Linked DNA regions of Urocitellus parryii: region 1 is linked to region 2. Evidence: chromatin contacts called from public Hi-C data. All regions are on one chromosome and are shown on one strand. Each heading gives the region's core, a stretch centred on a gene start, on an enhancer-like site or on the middle of the called end of the contact. The rest is flanking DNA. Distances are from core to core; before and after follow the strand shown.

Region 1 (6,840 bases), core at 1,732-4,231, 230 kb before region 2:
TTTCCCTAAAACTCATTTATATTTAGTATTCTCTCTAGCATATTTTCTGACCTAGCCAGTTTCGGAGCTTCACATATATTTTGATGTATGCTGGTGACTCAAGTCTATATTGAGCCTAGCCAGTGCTCCTGAGCAACATCCACATATAGCCAGTTCTCTGTAGACTTCACCTGAAATGTTCCAGAAACAATCCATATACAATATTCAAAGTTTAAACCATCCCTTCAAACTTATATTAAAACTGTCACTAAGTCTAGTTCATTTTTCATAAAATAATTCCCCTCCAAGCCCTCAATCACCGCCCTAGATTTCAACATTCACCTCTTACAACTTCTCACTATATTTCTGTTATCCACTAATCCCTGTGCCTCCTCCAATCTATTATCTACTTTGCTTTTAGAGCAGGTATAATTCAGGTAATTTCATTTCTTTCAGAATTCTTCAGAGATCTGCATGATTATGGTAAAACTGAAAATCCTCAATGTCTTAAATGCCTGGCCTCTGTATTTGTGTAGCCTTTCTCCCAAAGGACTTGCCTCCTTATGTTGCATGATCTAACACTATTTGCATATTTTTTTCTGTGCCTACTGAACTGCAACTTCCTCTGTACAAACTTGTGTATGTGTTTTTACTTAATTGACAGAACAACTGTATATTTATGGAGTAAGATATGACATTTCAATAAATGTATACAATACATAATGATTAGATCAGGGTAACTGTTATTATCACCTCAGATATATGCCATTTCTTTATATTGGATAAATTCAAAATCCTCTCTACTAGCTATTCTGAAATATACAATTAACTGTTTGTAAACCAGTTACCCTACTGAGCTAGAGGACATCAGAAGTTCTTCCCCTTACCTAACTGCCCCCCCCATACCCACTGTCCATCCTCTCTCCATGTTTTATTCAATCTATCTATTTATTTATTTATTTATGGTGCTGAGGATCCAACCTAGTGCTTCACATGTGCTAGGCAAGCACTCTACCACTGAGCTACAGCCCTGGTCCTCTCTGTTTTTTTAAACCCCACTAGTCAGTCTCTATCCTGCTATGCTCTCATTGTACTTCATACAAAAGCCCATTACAATAGTTATCTTATATTTTAATAATCTGATGACTTGTCTGTCCACAAGACTGTAAAATCCCTCATGGTAGTCTTTTCTTCTTTAGAGTCTTGGCCCCCAGGAGAACATTCAGCACTAATAAATGCTGTTTGGTGACTGAAAGAAAAATGTGAAACAATTTACACTACACAGCCCCTTTCTTCCTTATTCCTGATTGGATGGTCTTGGGTAAAAAATACTCATTTTTTTTTTTGTGGAGCAGGGAAGGGGGCTGGGGAGTGAGCCCAGGGTCTCATATATGCTAGGCAAATGCTCTACCATTAAGTACAGCTCCTGACCAAATATACAGATTTTAACCAATATGATAGCAAGTGACCTGAACCCCAAAATGGCCTGCTAAAGTAGCCCTTGGGGAAACAGACTAATATTCAGCATCAATGTTCTGGACCTACTTATAGTTACCAATTATTTAATAATTTACATTTACCCGTTCGACTTTGTGAGGGCATCTCAAGGTTAAGAAATAACATTTCCTCCTAATATAGCTGGATTTATTTCATGATCACCCTCCTTTTACTCAAAAGTTTCTGATTTCAGGTCTGTGGTGGGTCCCAAGAATATGCATTTCTAACAAGATGATACTGCAGTTGATCTGAAGACCACACTTTTGAGAATGAATGTTCTCTAGCAGTAGACCAAAAGTACAGTGCAGCAAAATTCTTTTAGAAGTCATACTAGGAAAGAAAAAGGTCCTCTTGCCTGGTATTGCTAACCTAACTTATAACTTGAAAGCAAGAAACTCCTGGCTAACATGGTTGTAGCTTAGGCTCTATTTAATTGTTTTTATTGAACTCTTAACACTTTTACATTCCTTTACAACTTCATGGTCTTCCAGAGCGCAAAAACACAAAGTGCTAACTTAGTCCAGTACATAAAGAGAACTGACCCACAACAATCACTCCTTGTACACTGCAACTCGAAAAAAATATTTATCAACAAACGAATTAATACTGAGCCTTACAGGACATCTGGAAAGTTTTAGGGACATATGGGAAAAGGCTTTTGTTCTACTATACTGAGTTCATACAGACGCTTAACACTGAGCCTGTTATGTAAGAATGGCAAGGATGACAGTCAAATGAAATAATATCATCAAGCCCAAATTTCACTTTTTCCTATAGGCAGAAATACCATTTAAAAAAAGAAAAGAAGCTTCTTTGAAACCAACTATGACCCCACGAAATAAATCAGAGAAGGTGTTTTTTCTCAGGAACTGCGGGGATGCAGGATGCAGGAGTCCGGGAGAGAAGAAGAGTAAGAGCAGGGGTCTGGCCCAAAAGGGTCCGTGTGGGGCTGAGAAAAGAAACTGAGGATCTCAATACTGAGGTGGAGACACAGTAAAAACTGTAGCCTCCGTCCCGAAAAGGCAATGCTGGGAAGAGGCGGGGTTAAGCCAGAACAGAGTGGAGGAGAAAGAAATGGTCTCTCACCTCTAACGCCGCCTGGGGATCCTCTTCGATCAAAGCATCTGAAAAGCACTGGAAAAACCTGCCGGGAAAACAACGACTTCAGCAGAGCTCGCTAACCAAAGGGGGGGCGTTTAAAATAAACAACAAAAGGAAAGGAAAACACGCACCGCTGAGCTGTTGCAGGTTCTGCTGCGGCCGCCGCCATCCCTAACAGCCACTGTCGCTACCGGGGGAGCTGGTACTACCGCAGTTACCAGGACCGCCGCCGCCCACGGGGGAAACTTCTGGAGAAACACCAACCGAGCTTCCGTCCTAACTAGCCAACGAGCAGGCACGCAGCGTGCGGCTGGGGGAGGGGAGGCGACCAGCAGGCGCAGAGCCAGCTGGGAAAGTGGAGGACCGGTTGTCGCCGCCGTGTTTGGGGTCCCGTGACAGGCTCTGACAGTCCCTCCCCTCTCCCTGGAAGCCATGGTTACGGAAGCCGCCAGCACACTCATTTGCCCTTTCTTCCTCCATGTTCGCCCAAACCCCGCCAGCACTCTAAGAGAGCCTTCCGGAATAGTCTTTCAGAAGCACTTTTGTAACGCACTGTAATCCCTCATGAACTCTTGGCGATTGGAGCGTATGCCTGTCTGTTAATAACACAAACTGCACTGACATTTTTCACTGAAGTTCTCATCATGGTTACCGCAGAAGCCCAACCTCTCGTGAGCCGTGACGTCATTCGTGACTGCGAGTGTTTTTCCGGGAGCAGAGTCCCGGATGGCGCGTGGATTCTCGCGATCTTTTCGCTGAGTACTCGCCGAGTCCCTACTCACCGGAAGTTGTTTTGGTCCTAGAGAGGTGACCGAGGAAAACTTTGTTTTCTTCCCGGGCGTGTGTGTCCATCAGTCTGTGGCCCAACCTTTCTTCCTAGTCGGCTTCGCAGACCAAGAACAATCTTTTCAATCCGAAAGCACCCAAGGGAGGAAAGTTTCCTAACATTGTCTCATTGCTGCTTTATTTTCCAACCCAGTTGGCCAAGCAAGCCCTCTTCCACCGTTCTCTGGCCCAAGTAGATCTAACTAGGAAGCTTCCAGCAAGTTTCACAGGACGGGGTTAGAATGGGGAACTGGAGGGAGAGTGAGAGGCACTGTAGAATTAAGTAATTTGAGTGTCTGGTACATCCATAGTCCACACTAAACTCCGAGTCTCAAAGATGTTAATGCCCTCAAGAAGTTTAAATCCGTTTTGTTCTAAGCGACAGAATGAAAGAAGTGATAACAAGGCGCACTTAAAGACTACAAAGTTAACTTCCTCAAAGACTAACTTTGATACCTGAGCTCGTCCTTGAAAGATGAGAGTTGATGAAAGGAGGGAAAAGGCAATTAATTCGGACAAAAACAATGTGTTTGAAAACATAATCGCTAAAATTTGAATTTAAATTCAGTCAGAGAAACTAGAGCTAGATCATAATGGGCAAGGTGTGGTGTGCCAAGAAGCATGGGTGTTTTTTAAATCTGCAGAGTCATCAATAGATTTGCATTTTTTAGGTAAATTTTTGTACTGTGAATGAATGATTAAAGGGACAAGGAAAATAGTTGCTGGGAAATAACTCTTAATATAGGTCAAAGAAATGATTTCTAACCCACCCTAGAGTAGGAGAGGGAAAGTATGAGTTCAGATAATCTTGAGATAAAACTGCCAGGACTTGCCAGGCACAGATGGTGGAGCAAGCCTGTAATCCAGCCAGTTTGGGAGGCTGAAGCAGGGGGATTGCGAGTTCAAAGCCAGTTTCAGCAAAAGCCAGCCCTAAGCAACTCTGTCTCTAAGTAAAACACAAAATATGGCTAGGGATGTGACTCAGTGGCGAATGCCCTCAAGTTCAATTCCTTGTAAGCCCCCCCCCCCACACACACACACACACAAACACAAAAAGAAAAAGATATGAATTGAAAGGGAAACAAGTTTTTGGTTTGGGTAATTGGTGAAAGATTATACCAGTAGCTAAATTATAAAACTGAAATGAAGCAGATTTGTACAGAGGTGAAGAGTATTCATTTGGATATAAAATTTTGGAGTTCACAGCATACACTAAGAAATGAAGACCATAATGATGAGACCTTTTGAAATCTTTTACATAACCATTTTTTTGAAGTTTTCTTACTGGTTTATAGTAGTTCATATGGTTTAGAATGGAGTCATTTATTCGATACATCTATTGCAGATATATTCTCAGTTGTCTTTCATCCTCTTAATTGTAAAAATGTAATCCAGCTTGTATGTTCAGTGCCTTTTTGTGTCTCATTTAAATATTTCCCTACACCAAACCTGTGAAAATACTTTGTTCTAGATGCTTTTACTTTTCATGTTTACTATCTGCCTTGAATTGTTAAAGGTATGAGGTTAGGGGTTAAAGTTCATTTTCTCTCCCATAGGAATATCCAATTGATCCAGACACATTTATTGAAGTTTTTCATTTCTCCTTATTTAAATTCTATAGCACCCTTTGTTGTCATATGTAATGTTGAAGCCACCATCTTGGAATCGGAGTTCTAAAACCTGCCAGTACCTTAATATTGAAATTCACATTCTCCAAAAATAAATTTATGTTTATTATAAATTATATAGTCTTAGGTATTTGTTTTAACGACATAAGTAAACGACATAAATCACTTATATTGTGATTTATGCAGTGAAAAACTGCAATACTAGTCTGGTTAAAAAGATTTTATTGGCCTGGATTATAGTATATTAATATTATATACTCTTAAAAATCATTTTAGAATAATTAGAATGAGAAAATAAGTGAAAGTTACTGCTGGGTATAGGTATTGAATTACAATTTTATTTATATTTTTCTTAATGTTTTCCAAGTTTAGCAATTAAGTTTCTAATTAAAAAACTTGTTTTGGGCTGGGGATATAGCTCAGCTGGTAGAGTGCTTACCTTGCATGTACAAGGCCCTGGGTTCAATCCCCAGCACCACACACACACACAAAAACTTGTTTTTTACAAGTGTGTTTAATATTGTTGAGAATATTTTATTTTACCCGATTCTTGGAGCTTGGGTCCTATGGTTTGAATGTCTGTAACTGTTAAGAGGTAGGACCTTTAAGATTATCATCACCAGAGTAGATCTGTTATAAAAGCAGCCCCCTTTTCTGCTGTCATGAATGACTCAAGAAATGCCAGTATCATACTTCCTGGTCTCCAGAACTGTGACAAGGATCCCACCACCTCCACCCCACCCCACCCACCCCATTATGGGGATTGAACACAAGGGCCCTCTACATCCCCAGCTCCAACCCTCAATCCATTTAAAAAAAAATATTTGACAGTTGCCAAGACTGATCCTTCTGCCCCAGTCTCTGAAATTTCTTAAATTTCCACTGCACCCACCTGAGAAATAAATTTGTATATATATATAATCATTTAGTAGTAACACTGTAAATACTAGCCAACAATCTCTGTACACTTGTTAAGAAATTTTTGCCCAAAAACAAATAGAGAATTTCACGATTTATTTAATAAACCAATTAAAGATACAAAAAATGTTTAGAGGATTCCAAAATTTAAATTTTCATTTAAATACAAATTCAGTTTATAATATGAAAACATATAACATTAGACCTCTAAACATGATTTTTTTCATCTACAAAATTTTTACTAGAAAAGTTTGCAGAAAACAATTTTTATTGTGACACTAAATGTACATTATTTACAGTTGAAAAATCTAAAAACTATTTCATTTCAGAAACTTGGATATATGTGTATGCAATTCCCTTCCCCTCTCCACCCCCAGTAAAAAATAATCCAAAATATAAAGCTATTATGCTTTTATAACAAATGACTACTCAAGCCAGATTAGCCCAAGACTCAAGTTGTTTTCTTGGTCTTTAAGAATGTGCTTTGACTTTCTTAGAATAGCAGTATACCATTTAACACTCAGCAACAAAAGTTTACTATAATGGACCACAGTACACAGTGATCTAAAGAATTAATGAAAAAAAAATTAGGATGAATTTATGGCAGATTTTATCGATAATAGAGTGAATTTTGTACGGATCACTTATTTTTCTATAATATTTAAGCTATATTGCTTTAGGAAATAACTTGATAATGTTTTAATTGATAATTTTAAAATACAGGTGTTAGAATAAAAATTTAAAACTAGAAGGGAAACTAGAGATCATTTACTCCTATGCGTCCCTTATGAGAACTGAGGCCCAAAAAGAATCAAGTGGTTTGCATTGTCCAAGTTTACACAGCTAACTAGGGGGAGAACCACTCTTAGGATGATATTTTATACTACTCTGC
Region 2 (6,900 bases), core at 1,406-3,905:
CTGGCTCATATCATGTATGCCAAAATTGCTTTGGGAACTGTGAAGATTTTTTAAAAAAATTTTTTAAATTGTTGATGGACTTTTATTTTATTTATTAATTAATGTATATGTGGTGCTGAGAATTGAACCCAGTGCCTCACACATGCCAGGCAAACACTCTACCACTGAACCACAACCCCAGCCCTGTGAGGGTTTTTATAGAAACTATTGCAGCTATAATTTAATGCTGATTCGAAATGCTGATTTGAATTGAGGTACACCTTGTCTGAAATACCAGGAACAAACAATTGGTGGAAGTCCATGATACCTTCAAAGGGGTTTTAGCTTTCTTTTTGAGAAACATCGAATTCATATTTACACAGCATTTTAAAAAAATCATAAGCTTTGAATGACTAAGCATTAAATTCATATAACCTTGTTGTGAAAGAGATTATAATGTTATAACTCCATTTTCTGTTGAAAGGTGGAAATAAGATTTTTCTCCATTGGGGCTGGGGATGTGGCTCAAGCGGTAGCGCGCTCGCCTGGCATGCATGCGGCCTGGGTTCGATCCTCAGCACCACATACCAACAAAGATGTTGTGTCTGCCGAGAACTAAAAAAGAAATATTAAAAATTCTCTCTCTCTCTCTCTCTCTCTCAAAAAAAAAAAAAGATTTTTCTCCAGAGTAAACAGGAAGTCAGTAATAAAATTACAGCAACTGGTTAATCTAGGCCTTCTGATTGTGGATACATTACATCTTTTATATACTCTAAGGTTTGGGGCTCACAACTACCAGCAGCACAACTGGTGTTTTATTTTTCATTATCTGACCGCCCTCCTTACCCTCGCTCTATATAAGCTACCAAGGTATGCATGCATAGTGTGTGAAAGTGAGGAAAATATTCAATATGAATAATTTATAATTACTCACTTCCCAGTGTTTAGGATTGTAGGTTTCTTTTGTGCTACTGTGCTTCCCTGGAAGATGTGGAGACGGGATGTTGGGGATCCATCATGGGAAATGGGAGAAGTTGGTAGTGGTGGAAGGCAGCAAAGTACAAATAATGAACCAGCATGAGCTGGCCAATTTAGAGAAGAGGAAGAGTCACAGTGAATAAGGGTGAAGATTTGGCAGGTACCACAGTAAATGGAAACAATGATTTGTAGTGAGTAAGGCTGGATGAAGCCCACAGAAAATTTTCATAACAGATAAATATTCCTTGTCTCTAAGATATTTACAGTTAGTACTATGCTTTTCTCCATTTTGTTTTAAAATTTTTGTTGTCATTTTGAAACTGGCCTTGAGGAAAGGCACAGTGGCTTTGAGCTGGCTGATGTATATTATAGAAAAATGTCCTATAAGTTCTGGGGATGACGTGACTAGAGCACTGGAGCTTTAGCTTGTCTCAGTTTTAACCCTTTATTAATAATTAGATTATTACAGAGGATGTAGATAAATTGAGAGCCAGAGAATTTTCAGAAATTAACAATGCCACAGTGATAGGTACTGTGGGTAGGTACTGTGGAAGTGGTTGGGTTTGAGGATACTGTGAGCAAGGACTTCTTTGTATTTGCTGGCTGTTAGGCAGTCCTCAGGTACAACTCAGTCATATTCCCTAAAAGTCCTTCTTGACTTCTTCCTCTCTAATAGCTGGAGTGCCTATTTTCAGTAGAGAAGAATAGGCCTTCTGGATTCTACTTTTTATAATAGTCTCTTCCCTATTTTAAAAGACTCCTATGATGCCTACTTTCTCCCATTTCCAACCAACTCAGTGGAGAGAGAAGAAAAATCAAATACCAGCTCAGCACTCATTACGACCTATTAAATGCAATTAAGCATCAATCACTCTACTCTATAGTTTCATAAATATGCACAAGTTACCATCCAAGATATGTATTTATGTATTTAATATTTAGATATGCCTTAATACTAAAGTAACGTTGTAGATGCAGTTATTCGTGTTACAAATGTATATCTGTATTTGTCTAGACACAAACATTACTATCATTATGCTCTTTTATTTATTGTAGAAAGTATCCCTGAATTCGAAGATCCTGAGTTTGAATCCTGTTTCTATTATTATAATTATGTTAATGGCTTGTAAGAAGGGAACCCAGGGAAAAGAAGAGGTAGATCTGGAAGATTCATGGCCCCATAAAACCATCATTATTCCCACTGAAAACTGTAGGTGCTCTAAATGGTTGGGAATATTTTTCTGAAGTTTCTTTCACATCAAGTTGCTCACTTCAAGGCCTGCCCATGTGTCCTCACATAGGCGTGACCATTTTCTAGATCTGCACTGAAAAGGCCCCTCTTAAGAGTCTAAATAGCGCGGGGAAGGGAAGGAAAACAAATTTGTCCTACATGCAGGTTCTATTATGTGAAGAGCACGGTTTAAGTTGCTGAGAGAGAAGAAATGTAAAAATATCTGACTCGGGAATAGCCTACGTTATCTTGGGCCAGAAGCGCAATTCAAGCCAGTGTTTTAGGGTTTATGCTGAATGATAAGCCCTAGGCACTCAGTTCTGGTGACAGCAGCCTTACGCCAATCAGCCCCAGTCCTTTGCCCTCTCGCCCCCGCCTCCCTGAGCGCTTCGGGGATGCTGCGGTCTGCGCGTGCGCCCAGCCCCCGGCGTCCCTGCCCGCTTCAGCTCCAGGGGGGCGGGCCCTGGCTGCCATCTTGCAGCGCGCGGGAGCGCTCGCCAGAAACTGTGGCCAGAGTTAGCAAAAGCGTGTCCTGCATAGATTCTTTCCTTTGCCAGTCTGCCAAGCAGCCCCGCCCTGGCTGCCCAGCCCCGAGTCTAGGCTAATGCAGTAACCCGTCTCTTGCGGCCCTACTCAGAGCAGCGACTAGTTCTAGTGCCTACCCCTGGGAAAAGAGACGCCGGACAGCCAGTCTCACCGCCGGCCGCGATGCCAAACGTGCAGCTGCCGCCTAAGGAGAGCAACCTCTTCAAACGCATTTTGGTGAGCGGCCAGAGGGCCCAAGGGCTCCTGCGGTGGGCGGGCAGTGGCGGCGGTGGTGCCGGCCCGGCTCGGTCTCCGCTGCGCTCTTTGTTTACCTCAGAACCCTCGGAGCCCGACTTCCCCGCCCCGCGGCCGACGAGGCCGCCAGGGCCGCTCCGCGCTCCGGCCCTCCTTCTGCAGCGGTGCGGCTCTCCTCGCCTCGCCCCTGCCGCGCGCTTTCCAGAAACTTCTCGCAGTCCGGGGACAGCGTGGGTCCCCGGGTCCTCTGCAGCGCCTGGATCCTCCCCTGTTTGTTTCCCTGGTCTCCCCCCCTCCCGGGATTGTTCCTGGGTGCTTAGTATTTACTGGATGACACTGCACCCCAATACCTGTCAAAGTGGGAGCGGTCAGCTGGTGGGTGGGGACCCTGATTGATTAAGGTTATGGGAAAATTAAGCCCAACTCCCTTTGGGAGAGTGTTTTCTTGTTTGTAATGTACTGTACTTACCCCTGTTGAGAAGTGAATAGGTGACTCGAACTGCACTTTTAAGTTGTCAGAAACTGGAACAGCTGTTTGCTTTTAACTCGTAAAACCAACTGGTTTTGCACTTGGGAGCATTTATTTTTGTTTCCGAGCAGAAACTTGAACAATGACTCGATAATGACACCGCTGCTAAGTCGACAAGGGGTTTTCCTTGGGCTGTGTGCCCGCGTCCCTGGGCCCTTCACAGTTTTGCAGGTTGCGTCCTTACAGGGAGGAGGGGAGCCTTTGCTTTTCTCAATAGACCCTGGAGACTCAGTACCTGAAACTAATGTTGTTAATTGATAGCTGTCTTTCGTAGTCTTGTCTTTTTATCTGAAATCAAGTTGTGTAGTTGCAGAACAAGCGTTTAGATTCTAAGGGTGAATATGTATTGAAAGCATGTGTTGGCTAAATAGCGGTTAGCTGTTGCTTGACTTGACTATAAATAAAATACTAATTATAGAATATTTCCACATATTATCACCAACTGATAAAAATTCATAGATATTCAAAGCCAATAAAAACAACAGTCTTTAAAATGTTAAGAATGATATATAATAGATGGGAAGAAAATTTTAAATCTTAATTGTATATGAGCTTAGTGTTGAGCAAACCAGAGACAAGTGTAAAAACATAAAAATACTAATGATTAAAGCATGACTGATTGCTTCATTGGGCTTCGTATGTTTATTACTTTTGTTTTTCTTATACCCTTCTATTTTATGCATTGTGAAATTGGAGGAATGAATTTCTTTGCCCCTTCAGGTTTTAAAAATTTTTTGTCCAGGAGATCTGAAGCATTAATAAGAGATCATCTTGGATTTAAGGCCATTTGGCATTGTTTCTAAAAGAGGATATTTCTTTTCTCTCTGTATAAGTATTTTCTAGTTCAAATCATGTATCAGCATACAGAAGAAAACATTTCCATGAGTTATTACACTTAGGTTACAAAAAGATAATGATGCTACTGAAGTAACTTTATCCCCAATAAATTGGGAAATGTTGGGGAAAACATTTTCTTAACTGGGCATACAAAATGTTTACTATAAAGTTGCATGAATTGGGGAGGTCGCTGAAAAGTGAATGATTTTATCATTGCAATTGCAATAAATGTGGGTAAAATTTTGCTACAACAAATTCCATGGCAAACAAAAATTCCTATTAAGAAATTATTTTTAAGTTTTGTTAATGTAAGCACTAACCAAAGTGCTTTGCCACCAACAGTAATTTTTTTCTATTAATTATCACTATACTTAAACACGTTCATATAAATTACTCAAATGGCTTATTACATACTCTCTTTGGCTTATATCTGTCTTATTCCCTAGACTGGCTGTCAGCATTGCATTGTATTAACTTTGGAGCTATTTCATGCTTTCTTTTATGATAAGACAAATCAAACTCAGGAATGGTAAATGACCAAGTGTCTAAGGTTCTGAGTCAGGTTAATAATAAAGTTGGACCCAGAATCTGTCTTTTTTTTTCTTCTATTAAGTGTGCAATAAATAGTTCCTTATTGAACTTAGACTCCTTTACTAGAATACTTGGACTCCAGAGCCAAACTACCTGTATAAGAATTGTGGTTCTGACCCTAGCTTGGTAAGCTCAATAACTATCTCAGATTCTTCATCTAAAATGGAGTATCAGGAACTTAAATAAAGATTAATTGAGAACTGTGCCTGACACACAGTAAATGTTTCCAGTAAAAGTGTTACTTAACACTTGGTAAGTCAGAAAAAAATATATTTTTCTTTCCTTCTTCCCCAGTGGTTCCTTCTGTGTTTCTTGTCATTTGTCAGGTGAACTCCAAGTCCAACTCAGATTGTTTTTCTACAGTATTTTTAGAATAAGTAATATATTCACATGGTTGAAAATTTAGGTTTCTTTACTATCATTGTATTACAGATATTTAGTTTCCTTCCTCAGAGGCAATCAAACGCAATTTAAACATTCTTTTCTATGATAACTTTTAAAATTCACCCTACATTGAACCACTGTTGCAATGATTTAACCATGTCCTTATCTTTTGTATTTTTTAATGTGTGTTTGGGTCTTGGTTTCATTCTTGAAATAGCAAAGACTTTTAATGGAGTGTTCTAATATTTTTCTGTTATCACACATGTTTTGCTTTTGAATTTTCAATTAAATTCTGTGGCAGTGTTGGTTGATAAGTTTCCTATTTACTAAATGTCTTTTTTCTTTATCTCCTATTAAAGTAAAAATAGTCAGATTCTAGAACAGTTTGGCAAAAGAGTAGGTAACAAAGTACACTTATGTTTTAAGTGATATAAATTGCCATTTTGCTTTGATTTAGGAGGTTGTATTTATTGAGCATTCCAATTTGTCTGGGTCATGAAAGTGCTATGACAAATGTTTTTATGCTAGACAAGACCACTTCTTTCTTCGAACTTAGGCCATAGTGGGAAACAGATAATAAATAGGCAATAAATAAAGAAAAATTTGAAATACTATAGCACTATAAAGAAAAATATATGTAGTGGTGGAAGGATAGGAGGGTAGCAAATTAGCTAGCATGATCATGTCAATGTGTGAGACTTGTATAATAAGAAATCAGCCATGGGAATATCCCAGAAAGAACATTTCAGGGGAAGGAACACAGTGTAGAAGCCTTAAAGTAGGGTTAAGCTCATCATCCTGAGTGATAGAACATCCAGTCTTTCTGAATAGCATAAGTGAGGAAGAGTGAAAGAGATGACATGTTCTCTTGATCAGTGCATTGATCACTTACCCGGAACTGGTAGCATTTAGGAATAAAGATGTTGCTTATGCTTGTATTGGGCTAGTGATGGTCTTTGGAGCTAGACCAGAGTTTTCAGTTAAGTTGAACTACTTATAAACAAGTTTTTGCATTCTCAAGTTTCAGTTTCCACATTTGCAAAGTAGAAGTAATGATACCTACCTTAAGGAATTGTTATAAGAACTAAGATGGCAGAAAGACTAAAGATAAGTGCTGACGAGGATATGGAGAAGAGTAAGTACCCATGGACATCGTTGGTGGGGATGTAAATTAGTACAGCCATCTTGGAAAACAGTATGGAGGCTCCTCACAAAATATCCAAAGGAAATGAAATGGTGTGTCAAAGAGATATTTATCTTCGTATGCTCATTGCAGCCCTGTTAACAACAGCTAGTGGAAACAACCTAAGTGTCCATGAACTAATGAATGGATAAATAAAATGTGGTACATATTCACAATAGAGTATTATTCAGTCATTAAAGAAAAGAACAAAATCCTGACATTTTCAGCAGCATGGGTAGAAGTGGAGATAATCATTAAGTGAAATAAGCCAGGCACAGAAAGACATATTACTTATGTGAATAATATTGAAAAAGTTGATCTCATACAAGTTGAGTATAATGGTAGTTACCAGAGGTCAGTGGGAATTCTGGGGGCAGGGGATGAGGAATGGCTGAACAGTGGATACCA

What was found. Hi-C and Micro-C count contacts between places; a contact is called where the count stands out from the background.
Region 1: a Hi-C map of muscle shows a contact between it and region 2, with 4 times the contacts expected there. The contact joins the promoter of Sugt1 here to the promoter of Naa16 in region 2. A contact is called at or near these places in 2 of 2 Hi-C or Micro-C datasets (liver and muscle).

The regions. Positions count from the first base shown.
Region 1 is chr2:47,064,986-47,071,825 of mUroPar1.hap1, reverse strand. Sugt1 (SGT1 assembly cochaperone of MIS12 kinetochore complex) reads right to left here and starts at 2,981. Exons shown (of 13, transcript XM_026399577.2): 1 at 2,709-2,981; 2 at 2,563-2,620. The coding sequence starts at 2,746. It overlaps Elf1 (E74 like ETS transcription factor 1), which reads right to left. Exons shown (of 9, transcript XM_077795208.1): 9 at 6,160-6,840.
Region 2 is chr2:46,830,947-46,837,846 of mUroPar1.hap1, reverse strand. Naa16 (N-alpha-acetyltransferase 16, NatA auxiliary subunit) reads left to right here and starts at 2,655. Exons shown (of 19, transcript XM_026399576.2): 1 at 2,655-2,950. The coding sequence starts at 2,897. It overlaps Mtrf1 (mitochondrial translation release factor 1), which reads right to left and starts at 2,931. Exons shown (of 10, transcript XM_077795207.1): 1 at 2,851-2,931.